Linked DNA regions of Mus musculus: regions 2, 3, 4 and 5 are each linked to region 1. A link is a contact called in public HiCAR-type and HiChIP or PLAC-seq data. All regions are on one chromosome and are shown on one strand. Each heading gives the region's core, a stretch centred on a gene start, on an enhancer-like site or on the middle of the called end of the contact. The rest is flanking DNA. Distances are from core to core; before and after follow the strand shown.

What was found. HiCAR-type assays count read pairs that join an accessible place to other places. HiChIP or PLAC-seq counts read pairs in DNA pulled down with a chosen protein or histone mark.
Region 2: an H3K27ac HiChIP or PLAC-seq map of embryonic stem cells shows a contact between it and region 1, with 2.5 times the contacts expected there. The contact joins the enhancer-like site here to the promoter of Exoc6b in region 1. A contact is called at or near these places in 8 of 39 promoter capture datasets (the 3T3-L1 cell line, 3T3-L1-derived adipocytes, the HPC-7 cell line and 4 more), 6 of 115 datasets of contacts at active chromatin or transcription factors (astrocytes, embryonic forebrain, embryonic stem cells and 1 more) and 1 of 9 other capture datasets (embryonic stem cells).
Region 3: a contact with region 1 is called in a HiCAR-type map of astrocytes, with 6 times the contacts expected there. The contact joins the promoter of Zfp638 here to the promoter of Exoc6b in region 1. A contact is called at or near these places in 5 of 39 promoter capture datasets (3T3-L1-derived adipocytes, cranial neural crest, frontonasal cranial neural crest and 2 more), 3 of 115 datasets of contacts at active chromatin or transcription factors (astrocytes, pro-B cells and stem cell-derived neural progenitor cells) and 1 of 9 other capture datasets (embryonic stem cells).
Region 4: a HiCAR-type map of astrocytes shows a contact between it and region 1, with 4 times the contacts expected there. The contact joins the promoter of Dysf here to the promoter of Exoc6b in region 1. A contact is called at or near these places in 2 of 39 promoter capture datasets (cranial neural crest and hippocampal neurons) and 4 of 115 datasets of contacts at active chromatin or transcription factors (astrocytes, embryonic forebrain, pancreatic cancer cells and 1 more).
Region 5: an H3K27ac HiChIP or PLAC-seq map of embryonic stem cells shows a contact between it and region 1, with 5 times the contacts expected there. The contact joins the enhancer-like site here to the promoter of Exoc6b in region 1. A contact is called at or near these places in 8 of 39 promoter capture datasets (the 3T3-L1 cell line, 3T3-L1-derived adipocytes, cranial neural crest and 5 more), 4 of 115 datasets of contacts at active chromatin or transcription factors (astrocytes, embryonic stem cells, forebrain and 1 more) and 1 of 9 other capture datasets (embryonic stem cells).

The regions. Positions count from the first base shown.
Region 1 is chr6:85,067,730-85,071,960 of GRCm38.p6, forward strand. It overlaps Exoc6b (exocyst complex component 6B), which reads right to left and starts at 1,784. Exons shown (of 22, transcript NM_177077.2): 1 at 1,567-1,784. The coding sequence starts at 1,676.
Region 2 is chr6:83,886,799-83,891,029 of GRCm38.p6, forward strand. It overlaps a transcript of Zfp638 not described here. Among named protein-coding and RNA genes, the nearest start is that of Zfp638, 25 kb to the right of the region's middle. Within about 2 kb of position 2,248, at least 30 of the 459 cell types and tissues checked have an H3K27ac peak or open chromatin away from gene starts, as enhancers often do. A contact at or near this core is called in 3T3-L1-derived adipocytes and embryonic stem cells, where this site is marked.
Region 3 is chr6:83,912,662-83,916,892 of GRCm38.p6, forward strand. It overlaps Zfp638 (zinc finger protein 638), which reads left to right and starts at 1,692. Exons shown (of 27, transcript NM_001355286.1): 1 at 1,692-1,818.
Region 4 is chr6:84,017,515-84,021,745 of GRCm38.p6, forward strand. Dysf (dysferlin) reads left to right here and starts at 1,872. Exons shown (of 55, transcript NM_021469.3): 1 at 1,872-2,094. The coding sequence starts at 2,004.
Region 5 is chr6:84,056,731-84,060,961 of GRCm38.p6, forward strand. It overlaps Dysf (dysferlin), which reads left to right. Exons shown (of 55, transcript NM_021469.3): 4 at 1,689-1,794. Among named protein-coding and RNA genes, the nearest start is that of Dysf, 39 kb to the left of the region's middle. Within about 2 kb of position 2,306, at least 26 of the 459 cell types and tissues checked have an H3K27ac peak or open chromatin away from gene starts, as enhancers often do. A contact at or near this core is called in embryonic stem cells, where this site is marked.

The DNA of each region.
Region 1 (4,231 bases), core at 534-3,033:
ACCCTCAACTTAACAGACAAATTTCTTAACATAACATTTTCAGTCACTCTACTATCACTTTAGTTACTGAAAGCCAAATAGTAATAGCCACTAATAACATATGTAGGAGAATATTAGTGAGTGACAACTGGGCTTTTAGAAAGGACTACGACGAAATGTAAATCACTGGCCTTTCCCACAAGAAAACAGTAAAGGAGAGGAGCACGACCAAGATCATGGTCATGATGTTGATTCAGAGGAAAAGGAATCAACTCTGTGAAAGAACTGGCACAATAAGAAACGGGAGTTAAAAATCACCTGGGGCAGGGGGAAAGATGGGGTTCAATTCAGTGGAAGAGCATTGTGTGGCATTCCAAGGCTCTGGGTTGTGGGGGTGGGCAGAGGGGAGGAAAGACAAACTATTAAGGACAGTTATTTCCAGGAATGACACTGAGAAAACTTGCTTGGCACCAAAAATGGAGCCTGGAGAAGAATGCTGTGCAAGTGAAGCTAAAAGTAAAAGTCCCAGTCTTGGTCACTCGTGACAGGGACAACTCTCCCCATGAAAATGCCAACACTGATTAGTGATGCTCTATGGAGGGAGGCGCATTGATATATATTGTACAAGGAGGGGTAAAGATGATTTTCAACTCATGTACTGAACAGAGACCAGAAAGTACTACAGGAAAGGATTGGAAGGAACTAGTTCTAGGACACCAGGAAACTGAGGGGGGGGGTGTTCAAAATTGGGCTTGCTGAATAATTTTCAACAGGAAGTACAGCAGATGGCAATCCGCAACTAAGGCAGAACAAAAGTAGCGAAGAATCTGTGGGCTGTGCACAGTTCAGCTGAAGAGGGCTTGCCTGGCACACTGCAAGACATTGTGTTCCATCCACAACACCACAAAAAAATTAAAAAGACGGAAAGGCAGGGTGTTCAGTGCAGTGTCTGAGCTGGGAACAAGAAACCCATTTCCCTTCCTCTGCGACCTTGGATAAGTCACTCCTCTTCCAGGCATCTCGTCTGATACAGAGGGAACGGTAACTGTACCCCAGCGGTAGGATTGCTCAACGGCTTCCATAGATGTGTTTGCACATTAACTCACACAATGCCTCACGCTCTGTGTAACAAGTGCAAGGTAAGTAAGCCGAGAAAGGCCGGGTACGTCCTGACATCTCCACGGGCAATGCAGGTGGAAGCTCTCGGAGAAGGTGTCAGGGGAGGGAGCACAGAGCATGTCCAGGTAGTGGCAAGGTCCTGAGACTACACCTGGACTGGGTCGTCCTCACGAACTGGGCTCTCAGGCGAGGGAAGGTGGGAGGACACTTCCTCCAGGACCGAGAAAACCGGGACGCTCTCGGAGGACCTGTGATGGGCAGTTCCACAGCGCGCAGAGCCGGCGCTTGCTCCTGACTGAAGAGCAGCTAACCAAAGGGAGCGGCGGCCCAGTAGAGCCGCGCCTCACCCTTTCTCCTCAGAGTAGCTCCCCAGCAGGGCCTCGCCCAGGACGCGGGACACCCGCGACTCTCCCCACAGCCAGCCGCCGCGCTCCGCCTGCTCCAGCCGACCCGGCCCCGCCCCAGTACCTGAGCGTGGGCCCGATGCAGGCCGTGTCTGTGCTCTCGATCTCCCTCAGGATCCGCTCGTGCTCCGCCGCCGTCTCCAGGCTCTCCTCCGCCATCTTCGCCCGCTCCATCGCAGGGCGCTGCCGCGCGGCCCTCTCTCAGCGAGTACCCCACGATCCCTCTGCCCAGGATCTGCGGCCGCTGGGCCAGCACCCCGCAGCGCGACCCCGCCCTCGGATGCCACGCCCCCTGGCGTCAGCCGGGCCGCGAGCGTCGCGCGCAGCCCACTGGGATTCGTAGTTCTCTGGGTCAGGCTGAACTGGATTCTGCCCATTCACACACACTGAATCTGCGCAAATTGCCTCTACTTTGATATAGATGCAGAGCTTTACGACACATGTATACAGTGACATCAAATCAGGCAGTGGTACTAACCCAGCACATTTTTTTAAAATCGTTTATGTGTATTTTGCTTGTATGTATATCTGTGCACTACATGTATGCATGGTACCCAAGGAAATCAGCAGAAGGTGTCAGATCACCTGGGACTGGAGTTACAGATGGTTGTGATGTCACTAGTAGGTGCAGGGAAGAACCACAGTGTTCAGTGTTTATCAGCTGAGTCTTCTCTCCAGCCCCTAATATGAAGCCCAGGCTGGCCTTGCACTCATGATCATCCTGTTTCCACTTCTTCTTCTTCTTTTTTTTTTTTTTTTAGATTATAATATAATTATAAGATTTCTCCTTTCCCTTTCCTCCCTTCAAAGCCTCCTACATACCCCTTCCCCACTCCTCTTCAAATTCATGGCCCCTCTATTCACTGTTATTGTATGCATATATGCATATAAATATATACCTAAATATGTTCAGTTTGTATAATGTAACTTGAATGTATGTTTTCAGTACTGGCTGTTTCTGCCTCCACCTCTTAATCATTTCCTATGAGCAAGACCCACCACAACCAGCTTTCTTTTCTTTTCTTTTTTTCTCTTGAGAAAAGGTCCCATTATGTAGTCCTAGATAGAATTGAAATTCATTATGTAGATAAGATTGGCCCTGAACTCACAGATACCTACCTGCCTCAGCCCTCCAAAGTTCTGTATTTAAAGACATCTACCACCACATTTGGCCTTTTTTTATTATTAAAATAAAATTACATCGTTTTTCTACATTCCTTTTTCTTCCTTCCAGTCTACCTATGCACCCCTCACCTCCCACCCCAAAATCCTGGCCTTCTCTTCTCTAATTGTGTGTGAAGATGTGGATGTGTGTCTACACATAAATATACAGTTACAAGCTACTGAGTTGTTCAGTGTTGCATATATGTGATTTCAAGGCTGGCCACTTGGCATTGGATAACCAGCATAGAGGGCTCCCATAGAGAAAGACTCTCTTTCTCTCTCTCTCTCTCCTTTACTTGCCTGTAGTTCATAGGTGAATCTTCCCTGTAGTTTTTAGGAAACACAATCTCACAGCACATTTCCTGATCCTCTGGCTTTGAAATCTTTCTGACCCTCTCTTCAGAAATGTTTCCTGAGTCTTGGGTGCAGGAGTTGTGTTGTAGATGTAACCATTGGGACTGAGAACTCCATGGTCGTTCTTCTCTGTATTCTGACTGTTTGTGGTTTTCTGGAATGGTCACTGTCTGTTGCAAGAAACTTCTTTGGTGAGGTTGGGAGCCACACCTAAACTGTGGTTATAAGGTTATTTAGAATGCTATTAGCAATTATACTGGTTTACTACAGTAGCAGTAGTAGGTTCCCCTCTAAGATCCATAACCACACTAGCCCCAGCTAGTTTACTAGGCTTCCAATACCAGGAATGATTTCCCCCATGCCAAGTGGGCTTTAAATGCAATTAGACATCTTCTGGTTACAACCAAAGTATGATGGCCATTATTGTGCCTTTGGGGATCTCTGACTATGCTGGTAGTTGCTGTAGTTCTTAGGACTGTTGGTTGTCTCCCTCTACTAGTACTTGGAATAGCACCTTCTAGTTCTATGAAAGTTAGTCCTCAGGGAAGAGGTTTTCAGGGCAGATCCAGCTCTAGGTCCTATGTTCAAACTGCACAGTGTCTTCAGCAATAGAGACTTAGCCTCAACCTCTGGCAACCAGGGGCAATGGCAATAGCCTGTATTGTTTCAGGAATCTCTTGGGCTACCCTGACCAACAATTCAAAAGGTGGCTTCTTGTATCGAGTACTGGATTTTTTTTTATTAGGTAGTTTATGGCTCTTAAAGGGAACATTGTCAGCCCAAGTGGCTTAACTTCATTTAAGCTGTATATTCCTATGTATACATGCATTTGTATCAAGTGTAGTTGGGGGTGAATGAAAAATATGATGCCTTGTAGCTTTTACAAGCATCCTTAGTAGCCAGATGTCATTAATCCCAGCACACCGGAGGCAGAGCCAGGCAGATCTCAACACCAGTGGAGGAGTGAGACAGGAGGATCACTGTGAGTTGGAGTACACACTAGTGTACTCCATGGTGAGTTCCATGCCAGCCTGGACTGTAGAGTGAGACCCTACTGAAGAAAGAAAAGAAAAGAAAAGAAAAGAAAAGAAAAGAAAAGAAAAGAAAAGAAAAGAAAAGAAAAGAAAAGAAAAGGAGGAAGGAAATGAGGCCAGTAATATACCTTAGAGAAAAATTGTGCCACAGAGTGAATGCATTTGTGCTTTATCCTA
Region 2 (4,231 bases), core at 998-3,497, 1.2 Mb before region 1:
AACCCAGCTATCTTCATTTTAAAGAGACTCTTCCTTATTGCAAATGTCTTTAGTTCTTTCAACATATTTATAATGGCTCCCGTGAGGTCTTTTCTAAAATCCAATACCTAGGCCCGTTCTTAACAGGTTTCTGCTGTCCTTTTCCTCTGCACGAGTCATAGTTTATGTCTTCTTTACATGGCTTGTGATTTTTGTGGTTGAACATGTGACATCTGGGTAGATTCCTCCTCTCCCCTGGGGCTGTGCTTCTTCAGTGACCTGTGGGCACTGTTTGGTGAGGTCTGTGTTCTTTGTGATGGACAGCTCTTTACACCTGTCCTGTTACTCTGGAATAAACAGTGTTTTATCAGGTCTCTGATACAAGGCCTCTCTTGGTTTCAGTCAGTCCTGAGATTTGTTTGGTGACTTTGGTGTCGTTTCTGATCATGCTCCAAGGCACAAATTTCTCAGCGGTCTGACTCAATTAAACTTTCAGATCTTTGCTTGGGTGGTTTTTGAGAACAGCCCTTGATGCTTGTTTATGTCCCCTGAAGCACCTGTCATTCTCTGTCCCAGGTAAACTTGCTGGCCTATGGCATAACTCATGGACACCAACGCTGTCTGCTTCTTCCTCTAATTTCTCCAGATTTCTGAGACTTCCCTTAGGAGCAAACTTCCTATACTTGGCTCTGAATGAAATCAATTTCCCTTTATTCCCTCCTTGAAGACAGCTTGAATTCTCCATGTTTATGCCCTGCCCTTCCAGAAGTCTCTGGCCACTAATGCAGAACTAGTATTGGTGATAGTGGCCCACTTTTAGGCTGACTGCCCTGGTATATTCACAGTACTTTAGTCTTGGTGGGTAACTTTTGATCTTTTCAGTTTGCCTTTCTGAAATCTGAGGGGGTTCTTTTGTTTGTTTGTTTTTAGTTAAAGAAATGGTGTTTGTTTTCTTTTTCTTTTTCTTTTTCTTTTTCTTTTGGTTTTTCGAGACAGGGTTTCTCTGAATAGCCCAGGCTGTCCTGGAACTCACTTTGTAGACCAGGCTGGCCTCGAACTCAGAAATCTGCCTGCCTCTGCCACCCGAGTGCTGGGATTAAAGGCGTGCGCCAACAAGCCCGCCTTTGTGTTTGTCTTCTAATAAGCTTATTCTGACTTTGCATGTAGAAGAACTGCTAAGTCCACTGAGTGATTATTCCTGCTATTCAGTGTCTTGCACACTGGGAGCTGCAAACCAGTCTTTCACTTCAGTAGGGAACTGGGCATCAGGAGCAGAGGGTACCTCCTCATCTACAGACCTGTCGGCCACCTCATGTAAGGGTCCATGACTCACCAGAGAAGGATACCCTGGACTCAAATAGTATGTAAACGCAGAGTGTTTATGTTGTGTTTTATAAAAAGATAAGGAGAGAAGAATATGTTTGATGGATGTGTAGTCAGTCAGGTGTGGGGGAAGGGGTGCCTCTGCAGGCCCATGATGAGGCATCCCTTCACCCTGAGGGACCAGCCACATGATGGTATAGTATAGAAGAGAGTTTATTCAGGGTATGGGGAGGGGAGTTGAGGAAGTAGAGACAGAGAATGGCAGAGAGAGAGAGAGAGAGAGAGAGAGAGAGGAAGAAGGAGGAGGAGGAGAAAGAGGAGGAAGAGGAGGAGGAAGAAGAGGAGGAGGAGGACGAGTAAGAAGAAGAAGAAGAAGAAGAAGAAGAAGAAGAAGAAGAAGAAGAAGAAGAAGAAGAAGAAGAAGAAGCTGCCGGCCATGAGCATGTGGGAAGGGGATGGGGAGAGAGAAGGGAAGGGGCAAGAGGACAGGGCTAGAGCAAGAAGGCAAGAGAGAGAGAGGAGGGGGCAAGCAGCCCCTTTTATAGCAAGTCAGACAGACCTGGCTATTGTTAGGTAACTGTGGAGTGGGGCATAGACAAAATACCAACAGTTTTATTTTGCAGAGGTCCAGCAAGCTGAGGTCTCCCATGACCAAGACAGAGAGAAAACCAAGTGAGTTTGCAGGCCTGATTTAAAGCACGTTAGGTAATTCTGGGGTAGGTGGCCTATATGTTAATCTGTTGGGTCCATCTCTATGGACATTCCATTACTGGGGTGTGGGACCTAGAAACCTGCTTGGGATGTCTGGAAACTATTGCTGAAGAAATAGCTGAGGAAATCTTGAAACTTGTGCTGACTCATTGTCCTTGTTTCAGGCCAGATGGCAGGGCAGCTTCTGAGGCCTGGACTTGCCTGGAATTGCCCAGTTCTTGGAAACAGATTTAGGCCTAGACTCCTTGACTAACAATTTGAAGCCTGTCATGGAATCAGCCGAGCCCTCTCACTCAGACTGTGTAGTCCATTCACCCTGAATTCCTCCTTGGTCACTGCCTTTCAGCAGTAGCCTACTTCTCCCTTTTTAGTCTCTTTGGGAATCTCTATAGAAGTAGAGATCAGGCATGAACTCCCACAAGTGCTGACAGGAGACAGTGCTGCTCATGTGTAGGTCTTCCTGGACCAGCTTCCACCTCAACAGATTGCTGAGTTCTCACTGTCATATAGGATAGCAATGTCCACAAGCACTGTTATAGAGTAGTAGTAGGCAGGGTAAAACCCTCCAGAAGAGATTGGTGATAGGTGCTGGATCAGTCTCCTGCTTGGATCTGGTTATTGGAAGTCCCAGGATTGAAATAGCGCATAGTAAGACAGGCTCCTATGTAGTAGGAAACTAGCACAGCCAGGATCTCTGGAGGATGGAAAAGTCTCAGCAGGGTGGTTTACTTTGTTTTTGCAGTGCCTGGGATTAAACCCAGGGCCTCAAGAAGTGTTCTTCCTACCACTGAGCTGCAATGCCTAGCCTTCCATAATTTTTGAGACTCACACAATTATCTGGGCAGGCCTTTAACTAAGTCTTTAATACAACACAGGCTTGCTTTGAAAATACAAAATACAGTGGCAAAGAATACACATTAGCATTCCAAAAAAGGAGGAAAGGGACCATAGTAAGGAAATATGGGACTAAGATAAGATGAAAAACCAGCGGGGCAAACTCCAAACTGTGTACCTTCACATCTAATGTCAAAATACTCTCCAGGTCTCCAAAACACAGTTCTTTTTCTTGGGCTGGTTTCACTCTCTGTTAGCAGCTTTCCTGGGCATGTAACCCCCTGGCTCAGGCATCGCCAAGGCAATCCAGGCTTCAGCTTTACACAATGACATCTCTAGGCCTCCATGAAGGAACACTCCTGACACATGCCTGTTTTTTTTTTCCCCTTAATTGAGAAGGGAGAGTCCATATCTTTTTTCTTGTATCCTTGACTCTAAAGCTAAAACCAAGTGGCAGAAGTTCCGCTGCTTACTGAGGCTAGAACATGGTCTCCTCGTTCAGTTACATATTCATTATTTTCATTAGTTTTCTGTTTTCAATTTTTTTTCCCCATTGCCTAAGCTTGGCTGTTCTGAAACTCAGTCTATAGGCCAGGTTGGCCTTGAACTCAGAGATCTGTCTACCAGGCTCTGCCTTCTAAGTACTGGGATTAAAGATGTGTACCCCAACACCCACCCCCACCCCCACCACACCTGGTCCTAAGCTTTTCTTTAATTCCTGTTTACAAGTTGGAAGCTCTGTGCGTGGGATCTTGCTCTGAGGTCACAACTCTCTTTATTTCACCAAGCATCTGGCTTTTCTTTAATCTGTTTGCACTTCCTTTTGTATTTTTCCTCAGTCAGCTTTTCCCTTTTCATTGTAGATCTGCATAAGACTGGCCACTATTAGCTACTTAACAGACACAATGCTAGATTGTTTTGGAATGTCCTCTGCTAAAGCTGTTGGTCCAGAATTCTTCAATTTAGCGGCAGACAGACTTTTTTTTTGGGGGGGGGGGTGAAGGGCAGAAAGCAGATATACTCTTCACCAAAATATCATAAGAATGGTTTCTAGGTCACATACTCATATTCTTTTCTTGAGCCAAGTCCCACAGTTCAAAGCACCCTTAGCACCACTGTCTTCTATGCTTATACTGCCCATTAAGCCTCACTTAAGTGTACAGTCACTTTCTTGTCCAAAGTTCCAAGTGTTCCACATTCCTTCAGGCATAAACATGGTCAGGCCAATCACAGCAATGCCTCAGGTCCCTTGTCTTGGTACCTGTGCCTACTCCAACAAGAGCACACCTTCTAATAATGCCATTCCCTATGAGCCTTTGGGGGTCATTTTCATTCAAACCACTACAATACTTCATTTTCCAAAGTGGGCCTCTGTCTAGAATGC
Region 3 (4,231 bases), core at 442-2,941, 1.2 Mb before region 1:
GAGACTGGACCAATTGAGCTAGCTGTCTGCTGCCAAGCGTGTACCTAAAGCCTTATGGGGGGTTCCCTATGATCTGTTGACTGAGGGAGAGAAGTCTAGGACCTGGCTTACTGGCAGTCCTGAACATTATACCTGCACCACCAAGAAGTGGACAGCTGCAGCATTACAACTCCTTTCTGGATTGTAGTTCATTCCAGAGTCCATATAGACCCATTAAACGTTGTGCTTCTTTCTGGATGGTGGGAGGATCCAGGTACAGTAACTTACCTTTCACCTTGGAAGGAATATCTCTGCTTGCTCCACACCACTGGACTCCTAAAAATTTCACCGAGGAGGATGGTTCTTTAATTTTTATTTTTTTTAATTTGTAATTTCTTGTTTTTTTGTTTGTTTGTTTGTTTTTTTTGTTTTGTTTTTTTTTGTTTTTTGTTTTTTTTTTCAAGACAGGGTTTCTCTGTGTAGCCCTGGCTGTCCTGGAACTCACTCTAGACCAGGCTGGCCTCGAACTCAGAAATCCACCTGCCTCTGCCTCCCAGGTGCTGGGATTAAAGGCAGTTCACCACTGTCCTGCAGTCCTTTAATTTTTTTGAACTAGCTTATATTGGCATAACTGAGTCAATTTAAAAAGATAGAACATTGAAGAAAACAGTTAAAAAAATTTTAGCCCAATCTTTTTCATGGGTAAAATCAATCAGGATTATAGATGTTCACCACTCAGGTAGTTTATTTTTTGAATTCTGAAATGATATAAAAATTTTTCAATATTAGTCTTTTGACTTAAACTTTTTTTTTAGAATTATTTATTTATTTTATGTATATGAGTACACTGTAGCTGTCTTCAGACACACCAGAAGCAGTCATCAGATCCCATTACAGATGGTTGTGAGCCACCATGTGGTTGCTGGAAATTGAACTCAGGACCTCTGGAAGAGCAGCTAGTGCTCTTAACAGCTGAGCCATCAATCAGTTCAGCCCTTAACTTTTATTCCTTTCTAATTTCCCATTTTATTATTCTATCTATTTTGTGTTGTTTGAGACAGGGATGTGTAGCTTTGGTTGTCCTGGAACATCTTCTGTAGACCAGGCTGGCTTCTTTCCCAGATTTCTGCCTGCATCTTGCCTGTCAAGTGCTGAGATTAAAGGCCTGTACCAACACTGCACGGTGTAATTTCCCATTTAAGAGGTGGGAGATAAGGGCTGGAGAGATGGCTCAGTGGTTAGGAGCACTGACTGCTATTCTGAAGCTCACGAGTTCAAATCCCAGCAACTACATGGTGACTCACAACCATTCCTAATCTGGGGTGCCTGAAGACAGCTACAACGTACTTGGGTGTGGAGGCACACACTTATAATTCCAACAGTTGGAAGGCAGAAGCAGGTGGGATCTATGTGAGTTCAAAGTTCCAGACCTTTTCTTTAAAAAGGGGGCGATGGGAGTGAGCAGTAAAAGCGAGAATATGTTAATAAGTGAATGTTACGTTGTGATACTGAGGGAATAGTAATCAGAGAAGGCTTCATGGAAGAGAAGAGGGATGGTTTGCAGGTTCTAAAATCTTGAGTGATGTTACCCAGACCGCTGCAGGTGTAGGACCAGCCATAGCTGGCGATCGCCCCCTTCTGGCAGAGGGCGGCCTTGTCCCCCGACAGCGTCTCTGGAGAACGCGGAGCCTGAGGCACGCAGGCGCAGTGAGCGGACGAGGGCTTTAGGCGAAGATGCGCATGCGTGTAGTCCCATGGAGGCGGTAGCTGCTTCATCGCGGTGACTGGAGGCCGAGTGCTAAACTGTGTGGGGCACGGATGGGATCCAGCTGTTAGTCGGTAGGCATAGGTAGGGCCGCTGCCTTGCGGGGAGCCGGGGACTGGAAGGCAGAGGTCCTTAGCGCAGGCCCCGAGCGGTCCCTGCCAGGTCGCGGTCGACTATTGTATGTGTCGCAGCCGCTGCGTACAAGATGGCGGCGGCGGGGCGGGTGGAGCTGAGGGACCCCGGGTGGGCCTCGGCCGTGGCCTGTTTCCCCTCGCCACTCGCCGACCGCGCCGTCGCGCCGCAGTGCCCGTGGGCGCAGCCGCCGGATGCTGCTGCTCTGAGGAGGAGCGGGCGGCGCCCTCGGGGAGTCCGGCTGCCCCTTCCCCAGCGCCGCGGGTCTGCCGCTCCCCAGGCCTGACAGCTAGCGGGAAGACCGCCGCGTGCCCGAGCGCCTTTCGGAGCCCCGCGGGCCGCGTGCGCCCTTAGTCGGGCTGGAAGAGCTTCCTTGCAGGGGGCTGGGAGCGGGGTGTGCGGGCTGTTGTGGGCCAAGCGCCCCAGTGAGCACCGAAGCCGAGATTGTCGGCCCTGGGATGTCGTCGAAAATGGCGGTGACACTTCCACATTCTTAGAGGAGTCGTGAACACTGATGTGGGGATACATGCTTGTGTTGGTGTGGTTCCTAGCTTGGGGAAGAGCGGAGAGGTCTGTACACCGACTCTCATCCCCGAGGATGTGCCAGACGTCCTTTGTTGTTTGAAGTAATTGCCTATGAGGGAGTCTCAGTATTACAAAATCTTTGAGCTTGACAGTGATTGTAGCCTCGAGCTATTTAATATTAAAATTACCCTTTGGCAGTTTGGGAATTCTGGAAGGCGCACTCAATGTGAAAAGTTCTGAAGAAAAGCTTCTTACCAGGATCCACCCGACCATGTGGAGTCAATCTTTCCTAACCAGTTTGGAAATTGTTCACTCTCACATAAAATTCTCCCTCTCTTCATTTTGTGTATGATGGGTTAACTTGTTTTTCAGGGGAGTTGTGTTTACTGCTTAATTTTAGAAATTTAAAATGACAGACTGGAAAAAGATTACAAGAAAAATTAATGTAAAGCTGTTAACACAGAAAAATAAAGTTGTTTATTACATTTTTTCAAAATGTTATTAATGATTATACACTTAAGATTTAGTGGGCTCAAGCTGCTTTACAAATTTTGACTTTTATATTTCCATATTCTGTAATGTGTACTTTCATATTTGTAGAATCCAAAATGTAATATACTAAAATATGCTAGACCATTCCCCGCCTTATCATTTGTGTAGGAACCAATGGGTAAAGATAAAACAGTTGAAAGAAATTACAAAAATCTCCTTCATTTGTTTTGATTAGCTGGTTTTCAAATGTGTTCATGACACATACATAACCTTGTACATTGAATACGTTGTAGTTTTCTGCATTTGTTATGGAATGTGCTTTTTACCATAAATTCTAGTTCTAAAAAAGGTTGTCTCAGTCATCATTTTCTGGGTGTTGTAAGAGTGTTTTAAGATCTCTGAGACTTTGGTTTTTATGTAATAAATAAAAATGAGGAGTCTAATGGGCAGAGAATAGGTTTTGGAACCAAAAGTTATGGATTCAAATCCTTTTTGCTCTTATTATGTGTGAGACTTTAGTTGTTTTAGTCTTTCTGAACTTTTGTTTTCTTTTTTTTTTTTTTTTTTTTTTTAAAGATTTTTTATTTATTATTATAGTAAGTACACTGTAGCTATCTTCAGACACACCAGAAGAGGGAGTCAGATCTTGTTACAGATGGTTGTGAGCCACCATGTGGTTGCTGGGATTTGAACTCTGGACCTTCGGAAGAGCAGTCGGGTGCTCTTACCCACTGAGCCATCTCACCAGCCTCCGAACTTTTGTTTTCTTATTTGTAAACTTGCACTACTTGTTTGCCCTTTCTTTTAGTACACTGAGATCCAGTATGGAATGCTCCTATCCCTCATCATATAGATGTTTCTTTTTCTTTTTTCTTTTCTTTTTTTTTTTTTGAGACAGGGTTTCTCTGTATATCCCTGGCTGTCCTGGAACTCACTTTTTAGACCAGGTTGGCCTTGAACTCAGAAATCCGCCTGCCTTTGCCTCCCAAGTGCTGGGATTAAAGGCGTGCGCCACCTTGCCCGACTCATAGAGATGTTTCTTAATTATTTATATCAGATTTTATTTGTTTCAAAATTAACGTGACTAGGTACCATCTTCTGATAGAAAATTGTAGCCTATGGATACTTCCTCTTAACTAAAAACTGGAATCTAGATTAATAGAATTGAAAACTATCAAACTTGAAAATATTTTGCATCTATAAATTTCATATATGACTTTTATTGCACTTACCAGAATTTAGTGTAATAGTTTGTTGACTATTTATACAATATTGCTAGGTAGCACAGACTAGCCTAGAACTCATTGTGTTAGTTCAGGGTGACCTTGGAATTTGGAG
Region 4 (4,231 bases), core at 622-3,121, 1.1 Mb before region 1:
CAGTGAGGATTGCTGGCCCTCGCAGGGGCCTTCCTCTTCTTGAGAGCATGTCCCACCGTGCCTAGAGTTGCAGCTGCTGCCATCTGCTGTCTGTGTTGTCTGATGTGGCATCACCAGCTAGAGCTGACCAATGAGGAGTGTGGAGTTCAATGACCTCTTAGTGAACTGTTTAGAAGACATTTATAGACAGCCCCATGCCATGTGCAGAACCCTGTTTCAGGTACTACGAAGGTTACAGTAGCTAAGCAAAGCTCCCCTAGTTTCTTAGAGACTGCCCAATATTCTAATGGAAATGTGGGAAAGAGATACGGTGTAGACATTACCTAGCTATTGCTGCTGAAAAGCAACATGCAAGGGAGTCTTGGGGTCCGGGAAGGTGCCATGTGGCTCAATTGATAGAACACTTTCCTAGTTTGAGCTCCAGATTGCATAAAGTGGGCACTTTGGTGTATGCCTATAATCCCAGCACTGAGGAAGGGGTGGTAAGAAGATCCAAAGTCCAAGGTCCAGTGCTCAAGGCCACCCTGATCCTAGAGTGGATCTGCAAAGGAAGAGCAAGAGACAGCACTCCAGTCAGAGTGAACAGCGCATCAGAACCCAAAGGGTGCTGGCCTGGCGCTTTTTTTTTTTCCCCAAGATAGGATTTCTCTGTAGTTTTGGCTGTTCTGGAACTTACTCTGTAGAGCAGGCTGGCCTTGAAGTCACAGAGATCTGCCTGCCTCTGCCTCCTAAGTGCTGGGATTAAAGGTGTGTGCCACCAAATGGTTTACATTTCTTTTAAAAATAATTATTTATGGAGAACCTGCTCCATCAGGATCTTTTTGTTTCCTCCTCCTCCTCCTCCCCTTCCTCCTCCCCCCGCCTCTTCTTTTTCTTCTTTGGCCATATTTTCAAGCAGAGCCCATAGGCTCTTTTTGGTGGTGTGTTAAGATTTGAAAGCATGACTGAATAGTTCAGGAGAGTAGAGGAGGAAATGGAAATAGAGTTTGGAGGCTCTTTCAAAAGGTAATGCAAAAAGAGCGTGTGGTTGGCGTTTAGGCTGAGTGGTGTGGTTCCCACATGTGTGTGCTGTCAAGAGAGAGGGAGACTGGGCAACTTGAGAATCGCTGTCTGACCGCTAAGCATCCACATAAGCAGAGTTGGTTGTCTGCCCTGCCAAGTCATACAGGGAGCAGGTGTGGAGGGCACGAGCAGGATATCCCCTCTGAAAGTGTTGTGTCCCTCAAAATGAAAAGGGCCGGGACCATGCCCCCGCCCCACCCCCATTTACCTGCTGGAGTGTGTGGGGGTGGAGGTGGGGAAGAGAAGCTTGGGTGCTGTTGGGAAGGATCTTCCTAAGCTGTTACAGGATCAGACAACACACAGATGCGTGCTCAGGACTGGAATGACTTAAGGGTCGTGACTTTAGCAACTTTCTCAACCTTGGAGGGTGAAGAGTGCAAAGATTGTTGCAGTGGAGAACTGCAGGAAATCGAATGGGCAGCGACTGGGAACGTAGTGTGATTTGAGTTAGACCTCAACAACTCTAGGTGTCGCCAGGAGATTTCCGTGGCAGCTCACTAGCAGTTGTGCCTGGGTCACTGGGCACACAGTGCGCACTTATTCGGCGTTTACTGCGAGACTCTTTGGACCCGCGCTACCCCAGGCAACAACCCTGCCCTGTTCTTGCCAGCCACTCATCCAGTACCTCGCAGCAGCGTTTCCTTCTCTGGAGACCCTCAGAACAAGGCACCAGTGCCTGGTCCAGAGTAATTCCTTGCTCCTCCTTGGCCACCGCCCTGAGGGCGGACCCAGGCCGGGATGGAAGGAAGGATCCGCCCCCTGGGTGTACCTTATCCCACGCGCAGCCTCGCATTCTAAGCTGACCAAGTCTCCGCGGAGGCGCAGCAGAATCAACTGCTCTCTTGGCATAGCCATCCTGGATCTGAACTCTGGCAGGGCAGTAGTGACTGAGTCCTAAGCTCCTACTCCCTCTCCGTCCCACGCGCCTGGGCTGCGGAGCCATGCTCTGTTGCTTGCTGGCAAGGGCCAGCAACCTCCCCAATGTGAAGAAGGACCGGCGCAGCGATCCAGTTGCCAGCCTGATTTTTCGAGGTGAGAGTCCTGAAGCCACTTCATTCAGGCTTGGGTACCATCCGTTTGTTTCTCTGCATCTAGCTTTGGGGTCTGTGGGCCCAGATCAGACCAGGAATCCCGCCCCAGGACTGACAGCAAGGAAACAGCAAATGTTACAGAGTTTAGGAAAACTGGAAGTACTGTTCTAGGCCAGGAGTTATTACTTTCCCAAGACAGTACTCAGAAGGAAGAAAGGCTGGATAGTGGGCACAGGGTGGGTTGGAAGACGCAGAGGGTAGCGGTGTAATCAGGGCCACCACATAACTGAACTGGTTTGTGAGCGTTTTAATAGTGCTCTTTGAAAGTTACCGTCCCATCCATCTATCCATGAATCTGACTGAACACTGTCCGTTTGAATGGCCAAATCTCAACCAGAAGGAAGAGGAACTGAATACTATGGATGTGGCTTTGTCGCAGGAAGTCTGAGGAGTGTCTGGGATGTGGGATGCTTTCCAAATTCAAGTTGCTAAGTCTTGTGCTGCTTAGACCAGAAAGGGTTTCTCTGCTGAGACTACTTCTTCCTCCACATATCTGGCCCTTTCACTATGGCTTCAGGCAGATTCCCAAGGGAGGGGTGTCTCAGGAGGGGAAAGGGAAGAGGAAGGACCTGTCAAAATGAGAGAAGGGACAATAGTGGTGAGTCAGGACCCCAGTTCTGCAGAGAGAGATAAATAAGGAGAGGAGAGAGGGCTTCCTCTCACCAGGAGCTGTACCCCGGGGCTCTGCGGAAAATATATTTAAAAAGGAGAGCAGCGTGTAGAGAAACTGAGGCACGGCTTGTCACAAAAGTGTTAACCTTTGTGACAACAGTGGGGACATCAGGATTCCAAGGGTTTGTCCACTTTACATGCAGCCCCACCCCCAAATAATATGAGAGACAGGGACTGAGCTGAGCTCCAGATCACGTGTTTGTTCTTGGTCTCGGGTGGTCGCGGGTGACTATCCGGCTGATTCTTTTGCAAAGTGTGATTTGAAACATCCTAGGCCTCCCTGGTGTTTCACTGGTCAGGCTTGCCAGGGTGTTCCTGATGTCAGGAAACTTTCAGCAGGGTTCTTCCTTCTTTCTCCCCTGACCGTCTCTCAGCTGTCGCCCAGACTTTCACTATACGGAAATTGTTAGGGAAGTTGGGTATACCTCAGTGGTAGAGCACTTTTTTTGTGTGTGGTGTGTGTATATATGCATGTAGGAGAGGCTGGAGGACCTCTGGTCGAAGGCGCTGCTTAGGTTTGGTTTTGTTTTTTCTTCCTTTCTTTCTTTCTTTCTTTCTTTCTTTCTTTCTTTCTTTCTTTCTTTCTTTCTTTCTTCCTTCCTTCCTTCCTTCCTTCCTTCCTTCCTTCCTTCCTTCCTTTCTTTCTTTCTTGAGACATTTTGAGACATCTCATTGGCTTACAATTTCCCAGGTCAATGAAACGCCATAAAAACTGGTTGGCCCTGGAGCCCTAGGATTTTACCTGACTCTGTCACCCGTCAGTGCTGGGCTTACAAATATTTGCCACCACACCTAGGTTTTGTTTGTTTGTTTGTTTGTTTTAACATCCAGCTTTAGTCCTCTTGCTTGCTAGGCAACCAGTTTCCCTTATCAGGATCCTCGGCCTCTCACTGTTAGACCATTTTCCCATCATGAATTAAAAAGAGAAGCCCTTGGGCTTCATTCCTTGCCCAAACCAAACCAGAACAAAACATCAGATAAAACCTCCAGCACTGAGAATGGCACTACTCTTGCATCAGATAGGTGGCCAGAGCTGTTGAAGCCCCATTTGGCTGTTGCCCTGCTTCAGTTATCCTGAATATGCTCATCTGTGGTCCTCCCCAAATCTCAGCCTTCCCACTTGTATGGAGCCTTGCTGTTTATTTGCACAGATAAGAAGGGCCGTGACTGCATGTAACCTCTCCAGCAGAGATGAGAGTTAACCTTGGGGGTCTGTATTGCCACCTTCTCCACGATGGCTTTCAGTAGACCCTGTCTAACTGCAGCAGAACCTTGTTGGGTCCGCTAGCACATCTCCCCAGACCTCCATCAAATGCCAGGACTCCTGAGAACAGCCACCTGTCTTGATAATTCACTGGAATGACCTCTTCTGAGCGGGATATGGCTTTTCACTTCTGACCCCTCGC
Region 5 (4,231 bases), core at 1,056-3,555, 1.0 Mb before region 1:
ACTTTTTCCTTTTTGGGCAGCAGGCCCCCAACCCTTATAGCGGCTCTCCCCCTCTCAATGAACTCAATCTAGAAATGTCCTCACAGATCTATTCAGAAGTATGTCTACTGGATGACTCTGGATGCTGTCAAGTTGACAGTCAACACTAACCATTGCAAGTCCATCCCTGCCAACCTGACACCTACACATATCCCTTTTAAGACAGAGCCTTCTACCTTGTCCCTATAGGCTCAGGATCTTCTCATAATGCATTCAGCCCGACTTCCGAAGTACACATAGTTTCTAGCACCATCCTAATGGAGATGAGATGGTGTCTTACTGGAGTAGCGTTTGTAAACCTAGCTCATTAGGTCAAGATTCAAATTTCACTCCATGGGTCTATTTAAACCCACATGCAGACTACTGTTACAGAGACCAGGGCAAGGATGGTCTCTGATACTGGGCTAGCTTTATTCATTAGGAGAAATAAGAAAAAGCAATGCCGGATATGTCCCCATAGCTGTCCCCAGGACTGATGAGGATTTGTGCCCTGATGGCTATCCGTAGTTTGGCTCCCAGGGAGCAAGCAGAGGCTGAAGCAGACTCTGATGACAGGTTTTTGGTGACACAGGCCACTTGCTGCCACCGCAGAGGCACAGAGTGAATCGTGTGTGGTTTAGGACCCACAGAACAGGACTTATTCCTCTAGATTCTTTGAAAGGCCTTCCTCGGCCAGCCAGCCAGTGGGCCACTTTCCCAAGACCTCGTCTCTTGCCGGTGACAAGTGTGGTCTCATGTATGTGTGCTGGACGTCTGGTGAAGGGGTCTGTCTCCTAGACCAACACGTTTTCTCCCTGGGTATGAAGACAGGAAGGTGTCTTGCTTCTGATTTGTTAATTGGGGCTGTGCTTCCTGGGAAACTGGCGTAGACAGACTGGGTGGTGGGTTCAGCCAGCTGAGGCATGGGGGCATCAAAGGTGTGAACTGGGAAAACTGCCTCTGTCCCATGGTGATGCTGGCCCGGTTCATTAAGATCTGATGGCAGCACTAGGGGTGTGGCTCAGTTGAGAGAGTGCTTTGCAAAGCATGCGTGAAGCCCTGGGCTTGATCGCCAGCACTGTATAAACAGGGTGTGGTGGGGAGCACCTGCAATCCCAGCACTTGGGAGATAAAGGCAGGAGAGTCAGAAGATCAGGATCATTCTCAGCTACAGAGCCAGTTTGAGGTCAGCCTGGGCTACATGTGATCCTGTCTCTAAGTAAGTAAGTAAACAAATAAGTAAATAAGTAATCTGTCTGGTGAGAATCTGCCCCTACCCACGGCAATAGCATGGCTAGGCTTCTAAGGCCAGACAGAAAGAGGTTAAGGTTGAGCTTGGGGAAGGGAAGGGCAGGCGTCTCTGATCTCTCTCTTCTCCTTAAGATGGTACCATAGGAACTATCTTACATGGGTATATGCTACCAAGGGACCATCTCACATGAGTACATGTTACCATGGGAACCATCTTACATGGGTACATGCTATCATGAGAGCATCTCACATGGGTACATGTTACCACAGGAACCATCTTACATGCTACATGGCACTCATGGTACCGTGGGTACAGAGAAACCTTAAAGGACTCCGAAAGAACTAGGCGGTGGAGGAGGTAAGAGACGAGCCAGGCACATTAGGCTGGTTCTCACCCTTGGACTTCTTTGTCTTCCCAGGTTCCTGGGGGAAGCCAAGATCCCACTCCAGGAGGTCCTTGCCACCCCCAGCCTCTCTGCCAGCTTCAACGCACCTCTGCTAGACGCCAAGCAGCAACCCACGGGGGTAAATGTCTGCATGTCTCTGTCCATAGCCAGCTTTTGTTTGGGGCCCTGTGTCTTATGCCAGAGGCCAGCTCCTGGGAGCCAAGCATGGCTCTCCTTGGCTATAGGTTAGGGTGCTAGAAAAGATTCATGGTTGGGACCTGCAAGGCTCAACGAAGCCTGCCACGCCCCTACTTGGCTACTTCTGAGTCTAGCCTACTCCGTCACCTCCTGTCCTGTGTTCTAGTCAGCCTTGAGTGGCTTCCTTAGCCTGCCTGGCAGACTGCCCAGAATCATTGCCAGCTCCATTCTCCAGATAGGGAATATCTGAGTCATCTGGGTCACAGGTCACCAGGGGAGGGAGGCAGACAACTCTCCCCTGCCCACCTGGGGCCAGTCAAGACCCCTTCCTTTTCCTCTCTTGTCGGTCTAGCCCCTCCCCCAGCTTTCCCATTCTCTCCTAGTCTGCACAAACCATTCCCAGTCCTCCTTGCTGGCCTCCTGTTATTTTTAGTGGTCTAAATATACCCTTCAGGGTTCTTTCTTCCTGTTCACTAGGATTCTGGGTCTGTCTACATGACAGGATGCTACTGCTGAACCCGACATACTTCCCAGTGAAGCCTGCAGGGTTGTGGGCTGTCAGTCCTCATAGACAGGCTGTGCGTGCGTGCATGTGTGTGTGTGTGTGTGTGTGTGTGTGTGTGTGTGTGTGTGTGTGTGTGTGTGCATGCGTGCGTGCATGTATGTATGTATTTGAACCTTTGACTGGTTAGGAAAGTCGAGTTGGGACTAATTTGGGCTGGGCTGAATGAGACCATACTGGGTTCTTACTGGGAAAAGAGAGCCACTGGGGTTGCTTTCACGCAGTGTTTTCTGAAACGGTCTCAGTCACTTCCGGTGTCACCTGTTGCCTTCTCTTTGAGCTCTGCAGTCAGCTACATTAGTCTAGGAAGCCTCCAGTGGCATTTGAAGCTGACTCTTCTTGGACCCTGAGGAGACTCCTAGCTGTTTCTGCAGCCTGGTGCACCGAGCAGCTAGAGATATCAAGGTTTCTGTCAAGAGCAGCCCTTGGAGTCAAGAGACCTGTCTGGTGCTTTCCTGTTACCCTCTAGGTTGAAGCAGCTTCCTCCCTGTAGCCTTCAACCAAAGGCTCTTACCTTCCTGCCAAGATCTCCGCTCCTTTACTCCAAACCTAAGACACTGATGTTTTCCACACTTACTCCCTCCAAACTCACTGTGCTCTGGGATGGAACCTTTCAGCCTGGTTTCTGCAAACTGCATACTGAGGAAGGCTGGAAATGATCTGCAATCCCTGCCCTTGGCCTGGCTTTCATATTCTGTTTGCACTTCATACTCAAGCTGAGAACCTGCAGCCTCCTCTCCATTGTCCCCAGACCCCAGGCTGCCTGTGGAGCCTGACCATCCTTCACAATGACTCTAAGTTGAATACATGAAAGCCAGGATGTGGTGAATGGGAGAGAAGGGCTGGGCCCTGCTCAGTGAGCCACCTGCTAAGTCTGCACAGAGGTGGGGAGAGGCACGAGTGGTAAGGAGAGGTTAGCAGCTCACCTTGCGGCCTGGGATGCAGTCCTCACTCCCTGGAGAAGGTCCAGGAGCAGACTTCCACCTCTCTTACTTGTATCCCCCTGCCGTCCTGGTACAGCACAGGCAGGTGGGAAGAACCTCTGAGCTGGGGGTTCCTGCTAGGACCTGTGCTGCTGAGCAGAAGCCCTTTGCTTCTGGGGGACACCACTGGCTGACTCAGATCTTTTATTTTGAAGTGGTTTAAGTGTCTGGCTCAGATCTTTTATTTTGAAATGGTTTAAGTGTAGAAGCAGGGCTGGGGAGCTGCCACAGTCAGCTTGCCTTGCAATCTCGAGGTCCTGAGTTCCAATCCCCAAACCAACTTTGAATGAGATAGGTGTGGTGGGACAGTAATTTCAGCCTGGGGAAGGTGGAGCCAGGTGGATCCCTGGAGCTCACTGAGCAGTTGGCTGAGCCTAATGGGTGAACCCCAGGCCAATGAGAGAAACAAGATTGATGGATCCTGAGGGAGGCATGGTACCTTAGAATGACTTTGACCTTCACACACACACACACACACACATACACACACACACACACACACCACCACCACCACCACCACCACCACCACCACCACCAGCACCAAAGAAGCTGGTTTGATGGTTTATGCCTGTAATTCCAGCACTGGGAAGCCTGAAGCAGGATGACTCTATGAATTGGAGGCCAGCCTAGAAGACTTAGTGAAACCAAGGCCAGCACAGAATACAGAGGAGCATAGTGAGAGATTCTGTCAGAGAGTGGGAGAGAGAACCTTCTAAGAGGAGTCCAAACCACTCTGTGTCCTGGGTCACTTGAGACCACGTCACCACCGCCTAGCCATCTCCCTTGATGCCGGAGTGTGTATTTTGAGTGAAAGGCCTTCTCCGTAGCATCTC